Regions from separate parts of the Mus musculus genome. Here region 1 is linked to region 2. A link is a contact called in public promoter capture Hi-C data. All regions are on one chromosome and are shown on one strand. Each heading gives the region's core, a stretch centred on a gene start, on an enhancer-like site or on the middle of the called end of the contact. The rest is flanking DNA. Distances are from core to core; before and after follow the strand shown. Region 1 holds the start of Cep97 (centrosomal protein 97). Region 2 holds the start of Atp6v1a (ATPase, H+ transporting, lysosomal V1 subunit A).

Region 1 (5,736 bases), core at 978-3,477, about 12 Mb after region 2:
TTTATCATTTATTTTTCAAAGTCTGAAACACCCAAAACTAAGGTGTTGGCAGGTTTGATAACTGAGACCCCTCTCCTAGAGGCTGGCTGACTCCTCGCTGTGTCCTCCCATGTCTTTCCTCCAAGAGTCACTCTCTTAGCCTCTCCCCTCTCCATTTCTTCTTTGAGTTAACTTTTCTATTCTACAAGACATAGATGACAGCCAGGCGATTTTTAAAGTGCCAACCTCTCTTCACTTTCAAGGTCAGCTCCGTCTATCTAGTGAGTTCTGGGACAACCAGAGCTACATACTGAGACCCCCCTGTCTTGAAAAAACAAAACAAAACAAAACAGCTAGGCAGTGGTGGCCTTTAATCCCAGCACTCCGTGGCAAAGGCATCTCCTTGAGTTCAAGGCCAGATTAGTTTTCTGAACCAGTTCCAGGACAGCCAGGGCTACACAGAGAAATCCTGTCTTGAAAAACAATGGGCTGGAGAGATGGCTCAGCCGTTAAGAGCACTGGCTGCTCGTCCAGGTTCTGAGTTCAATTCCCAGCAACCACTTGGTGGTTCACAACCATCTGTAATGAGGATCTGATGCCCTCTTCTGGTGTGTCTGAAGACAGTGACAGTGTACTCACATACATAAAGTAAATAAATCTTAAAAAAAAAAAAGGCTGGAGAGATGGCTCAGAGTGGTTAAGAGCACTGACTGCTCTTCTAGGGGTCCTGAGTTCAATTCCCAGCAACCACATGGTGGCTAACAACCATCTGATGACCTCTTATGGTGTGTCTGAAGGCAGCTACAGTGTACTCATATAAATAAATAAATCTTTTTTAAAAACTATAAAGTTGTTTTTTTTAAAAAAAAAAAAAAAAAGTGGATGAGCCACGTGCACAGCACAGCTCACACCTTTAATCCCAGCACTGGAGAGGCAAAAGCAAGAGGATTTCTTTGAGTTTTTGATCAGTCACAGCTACATAATGAGACCATGGCTTTGAAAAGAAAAAAGAAAAAGAGTGAGAATATAATATAAACATTGTTCTACATAAAAACATGAGATAATGGGAGAAAGGCATCCAAAATATCATCTGGCTCTTTGGGGGCGGGGAGAATGGCTCTGTAAGTGCTTATTGCTGCTGTTCTCGGTGAGCTAGGAAGGTTGAGAAAAGAAGCTATCAGAGTGGGCGGGGCCTGAGTAACTGCCAATTTCAATTTTTCGATCAGACTGGAGCTACCTTGGGATGTAATTTTTCGGTTCTGCGCTCCTAGAGGGTTTCAATGCTTTTCGGTTTTCTTATCACGTGAGGCGTCGTGAGCCCCTTCTTCGAGATGAAAACTAGACTGTCCTGGAAAAGCGCACCTAGCGTCCGCACACAATTCCTAAGTGTCGACACATGTTTTAGCCGAACTCCTTCCCGTAGGAACTCAAGGGTCTCCGGGTTATGAGCCTCAACTCTACCTACCCTGCTCTGCCCCAATCGGGCCAGCTGCTACCACGCCTCAGAGTGTAACCAAAACAAAAGCTCTGAGGTCGGCGCCCCACGGAGGCATCTCCCAAGCACAGGCGCACCCCCCAACCTGGGCTCTGCCAAACAAAGACCAAACTCGACCCCGGGACCCGGCCTGCAGAATGATCGGGGAGCAACGCGTGTCTGGGTCATTCTCAGATTCTACCACGGCTACTGGTCACTTCCAAAGAAGAGTTCAAGCAGACTGTGATGCGGTTTCAGATGAGATGCTTCCTGAACGTTCTCGGACGAGAAGGAGAGGCACGGGAAATAAAAAGGCTGCACTAATTTCCTGTGGGCACTCGGAACTCAAAGTAAACGTCCCAGAAAGGTCACCGCAGTCCGAAGCCCACTGCCCCCAGTCAGGCTAAGGAGAGCGCGGGACAGGGGCGCCGGGCACCGCGAAGGCTCCTGGGGACTGAAGTCCCTCATTCAGCCTTCACAGTAATGTTGCGGGACTGGACCAGACAGCGGGACTACAACTCCCAGTAGGAAGTGCGCCTCCGTGTTGCTTACAGCCCCTCATCAAAAGAACTGGTCCAAAACTGCACCTCTAAACCCAGGCTTTCTCTTTACACCAAGCAACTGTTTAATATGACATACTGAAGTAAACTTTGGAATTTAGGGGTAGGGATCATCGTACCTTCTCCCGGAGCCAGAGCCCCGTCGACTCGCGCCACCGCCATACTTGCCGCTTGCTAATGACACCAGGCAACCGTCTTCTGCCGTTCTGTAGAGCATGTAGTCAGCAGTGGGGCGCTGCAAACTACAACTCCCAGGATGCACAGCACTCACTCGACCCAATTGGCTCCCTGATGGGACTTGCTGGCTACAATGTGGGAGGTAAAGCTTAGAAGACCCGGGTTGACACCTAAAGTTGATCTGGTGAGCAAGCTGTATTGTTAGATAAACCATTTCACTCCAGGGCCAGGTGTTTGAGAAATTCGACACTTTTACCACCTGGCACATTATAAAGACGTTGTTTAAAACTGAATTTGAGAACTCATTGCCAGAAGTCTCTATGGCAGCTACCCATTTTGACAATTCTGAATTAAGTTTAAAAGGTTTTAGCTTCTCTATAGGAATGACAGTGAAATATTTTGACATAGTCAAATGGATACGTTATATTTGCAATTTACCCAATCTTACCTAATTAAATAGATTTAAAGCCTCAGAAACTGATATTTTTGTTTTAAATGGTGGTTCTTACACATTGAACAGTTTGGTCAAGGAGTATATTTGATACATATGTACCCAGAACTTTTTCCAGAGTATTCAAAAAAGTTTAAAATAGTTTCCAGAGTCAGGAATACTTACTTTACCTGGTTGGGAGGGCACAGGCTGATCTTTTTTTGATTTAACTATGAACTCGGTAATCGGGAACTAGAAATTACAATCTTTGGACAAAACTTGACAGGGGAAGTAAAATTAAGCTAGGGTTTACAAGGTAACTCAATCGTACAAAGGGGGCTCCACTTTCTTTCATCAACTGCTCAACGTACTAAAAGCTACTCTTGGTGTTCGAGAAATTCAACACTTTTACCACCTGGCACATTATAAGGACATTGTTTAAAACAAACTGATGTTGAGAACTCATTGCTAGAAGTCTCTATGGCCGCTACCCATTCTGACAAGTCTGAATTAATTTTAAAGGGTTTTAGCTTCTCTATAGAATGACTCGCTATAAGGCTCTCTCTGAAGTCTGAGGATTCCTGTTCAGGAAAATTCAGTAACTTGGTGCTTCTAGCTTTTCAGGCTCAAAATTCTAAGAGCATTTCCTCTTTCCTGGTTCCCTTTGGCATCACTGCCCTTAAAGACCTTTCTGTTTCCCATTGCTTTAGTCTAAAGATACTTTTCTATTTCTGAAGAAACAATAAGAATTCCCCCCTTCATTTTAACCAGTAGACACCTTACTTGGAGAACAGTCTTACAACTTTATATGTCTGAAAACAAAGCAAGCCTGTCGTGGTGGCCCAAATTTTAATCCCATCAGTTGGGAGGAAGACTATATATTGTTAGATATTGGAAGAGGCAAGCAGGAGGATGTCTGTGAGTTCAAGGCCACCTTGGTCTACATAGTGAGTTTAATCATAGCCTGAGCTATGCAACAGAGAGATTCTGTCTAAAAACAAAACAAGTACACATGTACACACACACATCAGACACACACACACACACACACATCAGACACACCGGAAGAGGGCATCAGATCCCATTACAGATGGTTGTGAGCCACCATGTGGTTGCTGGGAAATGAACTCAGGACCTCTGGAAGAGCAGCCAGTGCATAAATTAAAACAATTGGAGAGGATGAAGAGACAGCTTAGCCAGTAGGGGAGTTTGCTGCCAAGACTGATGATCTGAGTTCAAGTCCCATAACCCACACAGTAGAAGATGATCACCCACTCCTGAAAATTGTGAATTGTGTTCTGAGTTCCACATGTGTGCTACCTCATTCATGGAGAGAGAGAGAGAGAGAGAGAGAGAGAGAGAGAGAGAGAGAGAGAATATGTAACTTAGAAAAAGGAAGGGCCAGGAGAGAAGTATGCCAAGTCCAGCCTTGGCCACATAGAGGCACCTTGTCTCAGAAACAAAAACAAACAAACAAAAAAAAAAAACCAAATAACAACATCAGCAAACAAGAATAACCCAGAGAACCCCTCCACAGGGTGATCACATACTGGGGATGACCATGCAGTTGTGTCCGGCTTTTCATCACTGAAGAGTGTTGTCGTTCACAAAGTTCACACGAGAAGCACTCTTGTCTTGTTCACTGTTTTTGGTTTTGGGTTTCTGAAACTGTTAGGGATCAAACTAGGCTCTCTTCATCTGAGGCAAGCACTTAACCACTGAGATACATCCCCAACTCAAAGAAAAAAAATTGTTTTAAACTTTTCTGTATTTTAAGGTTTTTTGTTTGTTTGTTTTTACAGAAGCTTTGCATTTTATGAGGTCTTATTTGTCAATTTTTTAATTAATTTTTTTCTTGGATATTTTCTTTATTTCAAATGTTTTCCCCTTTCCAGGTCTCCCCTTCAGAAACCCCCTATCCCATCTCCTGCTTTTTAGGCTTTTTTGAGACAGGGTTTCTCTGTGTAGCCCTGACTGTCCTGGAACTCACTCTGCAGGCCATGCTGGCATCAAACTCAGAAATCTGCCTGCCTCTGCCTCCCAAGTGCTGGGATTAAAGGTGTGCGCCACCACTGCCCAGCCAAAGGAGGTTTTTCTTCAGAGGAAGAGGAAGGGGCTGGTGAGATGCTCAGATGTTAAAAGCTCTTGTTTTGCTGAGGAACAAGTCCCCGCACCCACACTTCAGTTCCAGGGGATCAGATGTCCTTTTCTGATGTCTACAGGGAACCATGAAAATGCAAAATGCACATATATACATGCCGGCCAAACATTTACACACATAAAATAAAAACAAATATTTATACAAAACTGTTAATGTTTTTAATGAGGAGAATTGTGTCAGATAGTTTGAGTTACAAGAAACAAAAAAGAAAAGAAAGGAAAAAGGACAAGATGCTAAAGAGATGTTTTAATGGTTTAAGAGCACTGGCTGCTCTTCCAGAGGACCAGAGTTCAGCTCCTAGCACCCACATGACAGCTAACAACCATCTGTAACTCCAGTCCCAAAAGATCCAACACCTTCTTGTGGCCTCCATAGGAACTACAAGCATATAGGGCACAGACAGAACACTGATACACATAAAATAAGAATAATAAAATCACACGTGCACACACACACACACACACGAAATGATTTAAGTGTGCTTACAACTTTACATCAGGCTGCATTCACAGCTCTATGACAGCACTTGTGGCTCACTGAACACAGGCAGGCCCCCAACAGTCCTGCTCTTACTTCCTTAATCTCCAATTACTTTTCCCAACACTGCAGCCCCATAAGTGACGCCATGCACCTTCCTCAAGGAAGCAGACCCAACAAGAGGGACGAAGTGGTACATCCTATGATCACTGCACATGAGAGGCAGAAGTAAGCAAAAATCTCTGTCCCAGCCTGGTCTACATAGTAAGTAGCAGAATAGCCAGGGCTACATAGTGAGACTTTGTGTCAAAAAGAAAACAGAAAAGAGAGAAGGGGGGGGGGGAGAAAGTAGACTCAAGGCTTGTTCTCCAGGCTTTACACAGATACACACATGGATGCCTAGTGAGTAAGCGCTTACTGTTTTCACACAAGTCATCGTCTCAGAGGTAGGTCTACTGTATGGCGCCTAGACTGGCCT
Region 2 (6,128 bases), core at 1,394-3,893:
TAGGAATTCTGTTTATTTGGTGGAATGTCACATGGGCGTGAAAGCAGAGCCAAATTTTTTTCTCTCCGGAGAGATCAGAGAACCTCACTTTAGAGAAAAACGATGGATAAAATTATATTTCAAGCTGAGGAGATGACTCAGTCGTGAAACTGCATGTTTCGCAAGTATGAAAATCTGAGTTCAGCTACCCAGTGCTCTGTAGAAGTGTAGTACTGTCCCTTTAACCTGGGTGCTCAGGGCAAAAGACAGAAGGATCCCTGGGGTTTAATGGACAGCTAGGCTCCCAGAATCAGTGAGTCCAGGTTCAGTGAGAGAACCTACCTCAAAAGAAGGGGGGTTGAGGTGAGGAGAGCAACAGAGGAAGGCACCTCTGGCCTCTAAGTGCAGGAACACAGACACAAACAAAAAGGTTTGTGTCAACAAGTGAATGGTTCAACCAACTGTGGTGCCATCCATACCACAGAATAATGATTAGCAATGAAAAGAATGAACTCTTTAAGAATCTATATTTATGCTTGTTATATAAACAGATCAATTCCTATTGTCTAGTCTGGATCACAAGCACAAACGGTAATGTGGGCAATGCAAAATCACTTGGGCAATATTGTAGTAAAAAGTATCAAATAGGCCAGTCTTTCTTTTTTGTTTTTTGTTTGTTTGTTTGTTTTGGTTTTTTGAGACAGGGTTTCTCTATATAGCTCTGGCTGTCCAGAAACTCACTTTGTAGACCAGGCTGGCCTCGAACTCAGAAATCCGCCTGCCTCTGCCTCCCGAGTGCTGGGATTAAAGGCATGCACCACTACGACTGGCTTAGGCCAGTCTTTTTATCTTGTTAAATCGTTATGAGTTTAAGGTTTTAGCTTTTAGCTCTCAAAAATAAGAAAATCTGGAAAGGGGGGGGGGGGAGCACCAATCAATGTAAGATAATCATTCCATCTTTTTCCTATTTTTTTTTCTTTCTAGTATGAGGGTTGGACCCAGTACACCAAGCTTACATGGAAGCAAGAACCATATCCCCGAGCCCCCAGCAGAGTTTAAAACAGATTCCTCAATTACATTGCAGAGAACTAAGATTTAACTGAAAATCTTATTTCCCCTAAGAAAATGTATCATTTGGGTTATAAAAGTCAAATCTGTGATTTTGTAAGGCCTTCGGCTTCAAAACAAGGAACGTTCTAAGTTTGTAGCACAAATAAAAGAGTTTAGCCCCAAACTGAAGAACATTCCTTCAGTCAAGTACATTGTTTGAGGTTTAAACATTGGCTACTACGGTGCACATAAAATGGAGTACAAAGGGTTGGGTAACCCTAGGCAAAACCATTTCTGTATTTTCACAAAATATTATGCACTCTCAAGTCTGAGAAGGGTCACTTGAATTTTTTAACAAATGCAAAAGCGAATTAAGAGCACAAGCATTACTTCACAAATTTTAAACTGACTGGGAAGGGCAATTATGTAGGACTTAAAAGAAATGTCAAAAAGGAATGACCCACAGGCAGAAAACATGAAGTCAGTAATGTCTAGACTCGATCTTCTAGTCTTTAAACTATACACACATGGATTTGGATTAATGATGTTTTCAGCCTGATCAGTTTCCGTAAAATTACTTCCCCTTCGGGAAAACCTCGTCACTTTCCCATAAGCTAGTCTGGGTCTCCAGCCCAACAAGGCAACACCACCTTTCATCACCTTCCCAACCAACCGAGACTGTCGCATTACCAACACCCTGTTCTGAGGAGAGTACAACCACCTTCTCTCCGAAAAAAAAGGTGTAAGGCCCGCTCTTACCCTTCCAGTCTCATCTGAAGACTCCCTGAACCTCTGCAAGGATGTCGGCAAACCCTTAGGATCACTGAGAACGCACATTTGTGGGGAAAGCCCTTCAGTGTGACTCTGCAGTGAGGGCCATCTCAGTGACATCCCCTCCCAAGCCTGTCTCACCGGAGACGCCTCTGCCTCCCGGGGTTTTCCTACCATCCGGATCACCCGGGCCATGGCCTTTCCCAAGGAAGGAGTTTAGGGGAATGGGATCCGTCGGTTGTTGCAGACCCCCAAGAAATAGCTAACACAATCCTACCACCTGAATCAGCCCCAAAGGCTCCAAATAGGGAACCATAATGGCCGTACTCGCTCTCAACCCAGGGAAAAGGTGGGCATCATAATCCCTAGTCAATGGACCACGGTGATGGTGAAGGGCCAGGGGTCTAGCAGAAATGAGCTCCTCGCCCGTGCAGGAGGACAACGGAAAGGGAGCCCCAAGCATCCGCAGGCCGCGATTCACACACCCTATCTGCTCTCACCCTGTCAATCGTCCCCACCAGCCACGAGTTACCTGTCGCACCTCACCTGCCCGGGCTCGAAATGCAGAAAGTGTACCTAGACGGGACCCAGAGGCTCTGTCACTGAGAGAGGGGAAGTCTTCAGCTGCAGGAGGCGGGCCAGTCCTAGCTAGTCATGTGTCCTCAAGCCCCACCCCGCTTCCCCTCGCCCGTCACGCCGCGTCTCGCAGGCTTAAATCTTTGCGGACCGCCTTGGATGTGAATGGTTCCGCGACTTCAGAAAAGCGTTAGTTTCTTTTTCTTTTCTTTTTCTTTTTTTTTTTACAATGACGGGGGTTACAGAAACTACAGTACAGAAGACGAGGATGGCAAGGGTTAAAGTGCATTGCTAAGGAAGTGACGCTAAGTCACGCTCTAGGGACCGGAAATGGCCATGAGTCCCGCCTCTAAGGCCCCAGTAAAATCCTGGGCTGGAAGACGTTAAGCCTATCACGTGATTTAAAAAAAAAAAAACCCTGTGAGGTTTGCCTGCTGGAGGATCGCCAAGTTATCCGGACCCATCACTACCTTTTGAATTTAAAACACATTTACTGCAAGTTCCCATGGGCTTTCTTACATTGAGAAGAATCCGTTTTACAAAACCCTATTAGTCGGCCAGAGGGTTTGAAGGTCACTGGAGGGCTAGAAAGGAATCGGGGTGGGGGGCGGGAAAGGCTGATCCTGCTGGCTTGAAAGCGAGAGAAGGGTGGAAAGATCCGGATTTTGCCGCCGGAGCCTACCAAGCCAGATCCCCTAGAGAGTGTCGCAAAGGGTGGGAGGAGCTAGCGGGCCGTAGGCCCGGCCCCTGGAGAGCGGGGGGCGGGGAATCCTGGCGGCGCGGAGCACTGCGCCTGCGCGCGACGCGGCGGCCGCGCCGGCGCGTTGAGGGGCGGGGTGAAAGGTCACAGCGCGGCGGCGGGTCTGGCTGGCGGCAGCTGCGGGCGGGAGCCGAGTGTCCCGAGTGCACGTGTGGAGGAGCGGCGGCGGCGGCAGCGCGGCGGCAGATTTCCCCGCGTCTCCCGGAGCCTCAGGGCCTGGCTTGGCTTCTCAGCCAAAAGACCGGCGTGTGGGGTTGAGTGGTCTGAGCTCAGGGCGCGGGCGGAGAGCTCCGGGCGACGAGGACGACGGCGTTGGCGGCGGCTGTAACGACGGCCTCAGCAGACGGGGAAGATGAAAGGGTGAGGAAGGGCAGCTGGCGGGGGTGTGGGGGGGACCCCGGCGGCCGGGGCCCAGGAGAGGGGCGTGGGTCGATGGACAGGGAGAGCGCTGCGGGGAAGAGACGCGCGCGAAGCCCGGGCGGAGGGTCATGGCCGGGCTTCCCCGGTCCCGCGGCTCCCGGAGGGGGGCGGAGGCTAGGCCGGCTGTTGGCGGGCTGAAGGGCCGACGGAGGCAAGGGCGCGAGTCCACGGTTTCACGTGTGTGCACCGCCTGAGATCACGGGGAGGAGGAATGAGGCGCCCGGGGGCCTCTTCCCGGGAGCGCACCACCGAGCCACCTGAAGGTGCTCCTCCAGATCCGGGAACGGCGCTGTGGCCGCGGGCTTTGACACGTTGCGGGTTTTCTTAAGACTTGTGGGCCGTGCAGAACCTTCTGGAGGGAAAAGGAATTGGAATAAAGAGCACGGGGGATGAGTGCTAGGAGCTAGTGACTCAACGGACTTGGGTTGGGTCAGAGCGAGTGGAGGAAGGCGGGCGGTCGGGAGGGGAGGGGGAATAAACTGGAGCGGTGTAGACTTTGGGGTGCCAAAATGTTTAAGGAAGTAGCCATGGATCAGTAGGTGGAGCTATTGCTTCAGTGGTGTGTGTGTGTGTGTGTGTGTGTGTGTTGCCCCCCCCCTCCAGTGCAAGGAGGAGAGCTGCTGCTTTTGCTCTTCGTTAGCAAAGTTGAGGTTTAATCTTGCAAATCTTCCGTAACATTAGAAGTTATTTTGGTTTAACTGTTCCCGTTTGATAGGAAGTATTTCCTTTCCATTGATTTATATACTGTTACAGTATTTAGCGTCGCGAGTTTTGGAGGTTGCCTTTACTTACAGTCATTAGAAGAAAAAAAAAGAAAGCTTAAACATATTAAACGGTCTTTTCTTTCTAAGTCAGCTGAAAATTATAACTACAGTTTCAGTTAGTTGTTTATTCAACATCGTTTTATGGAGAGCGAAGTAAGTCGTTTCTCCAAACAAGCTTGTTCTGTGTAAAATGAAGGTCCCATACCTCTGAAATGATTCTGAGAAAGTTTTGATTTTAAATCTAAATAGAAAACATTTTTTCTAAACTCTGGTTTGCTTTAAATGTTAGTTTTTCATTCGGTGTTTTTTGGGTTTTATTTTTGGCATTTTTGGGGGGATGTTTGCTCCACCTGAGCCATGATCCAGGATGCTTGGTAATTTTTAAAAATATGATCCAGTTATTTTTAGGAAGTTTTATTTTTCTAGTAGAGTACGACTTTGATGCTGTCATTTTTTTCTACTCATTGCTACACACTCAGAACATACTTGTCATGTTCTGTTATAGTAAAAGCAATGAAGATAACAAGACTAAGAAATTATTCTGGATGTTTAGGTTAAAAATATTGGGTCTAGTTCAATTTCAAGTGTAGGATTAGTCTTTCTGATACTTGACAATAGAAATGGAACCACACCGTGGTGCTGTTGGCAGTCTATTGGAACTTTTATCTAGTATACTCTTGAAGCAATTCTACTTTATTAACTAACTGGAGTTCTTGGAATTGAAGCAAAGTATTCGGTGCTCTGCAAGTACTCTGCCACTGAGCTACGTCCCCAGCACTTTATTTTGAGGTAGAGTCTCACTAAGTTGCTCAGGCTGACGCTGAACTTGGCAACAATCTTCTTGCCTCCCTCAGCCCTTTGAGTTGCTAGTATTACGGGCTTGAGCCACCAGCACCAGCTGGCTCTTTGTATTTAAATAGATATTTAAGTGTAACACGATGGAGGCAGATGCCTAGAAATGCGTTACTGGGCAAACTTGGAATTGTTGAATCCATATTTTAGGCCAGTAGTTAGGCTCAAAATTAAGACTCCTTAAGTAAATTGTTTTATTTTTTTAGGGTTGAGGGCTTAGAATTGGGTTCTGGACTAAACAACTTTTAAGATGATTTCACAGGTATATTTGATTTTTCCCTAACTAACTCCCAATAAGCACGGGACTTAAAATTTTCCTTTCCTTCCTTTTAAGATACTAAAATGAGATCAGGGTATAGTGCAGTTTTACTTTGTTGTTTTGTTTTATTAAGATGTTAATGTCCTTGAGATACAGAACTTGTATAAATGTCTTCTGTATTCAGTCTCCAGACTCTTCATTGGAAAGACTCTATTCCATGAATTTTCTTTGAAGTTTTATTTGCTAAAGTTTTATTGTATATTGAGCTTACCAAACATAGTTAAATAGATGAATCTGAAGTTTAGAAAACTGAAACACCCCCTCCTATGATTTAAATTTTGGGCATTGAAACTTTTTAAGCTTACTTTTAAAAATGTTTTTATTTCATATTTTTTACTTTAGTATTCTTATTAGTAATAGCAACAGGATATCCAGTTGTAAATCATGTATTTTCCTTATCTCCATAGTAGATAATTTTGCAATTAATAACTACTGTATTTTTATGTGCATATCTAGAAAAACGAGAACTACATTATTAGACTATTTGCTCTTTCCAGTGAGGTCTTTTTTTTTTTTTTTATGGACCAAAGACTTGGCTTGAATTTGTGGTTGGTAAGCTGATTTCTTCCCCCCCCCCCCCCCCCCCCCCCCCCGGCAGGGTTTCTCTGTGTAGCCCTGGCTGTCCTGGAACTCACTC

Evidence for each region. Promoter capture Hi-C pulls out the DNA fragments that hold promoters and counts their contacts.
Region 1: a contact with region 2 is called in a promoter capture Hi-C map of second pharyngeal arch cranial neural crest. The contact joins the promoter of Cep97 here to the promoter of Atp6v1a in region 2. A contact is called at or near these places in 1 of 39 promoter capture datasets (second pharyngeal arch cranial neural crest) and 1 of 484 Hi-C or Micro-C datasets (B cells).

Annotation. Positions count from the first base shown.
Region 1 is chr16:55,932,621-55,938,356 of GRCm38.p6, forward strand. It overlaps Cep97 (centrosomal protein 97), which reads right to left and starts at 2,228. Exons shown (of 11, transcript NM_028815.4): 1 at 2,133-2,228. The coding sequence starts at 2,175.
Region 2 is chr16:44,136,616-44,142,743 of GRCm38.p6, forward strand. It overlaps Atp6v1a (ATPase, H+ transporting, lysosomal V1 subunit A), which reads right to left and starts at 2,644. Exons shown (of 15, transcript NM_007508.6): 1 at 2,347-2,644. It overlaps Naa50 (N(alpha)-acetyltransferase 50, NatE catalytic subunit), which reads left to right and starts at 3,176. Exons shown (of 5, transcript NM_001347239.1): 1 at 3,176-3,496. The coding sequence starts at 3,489.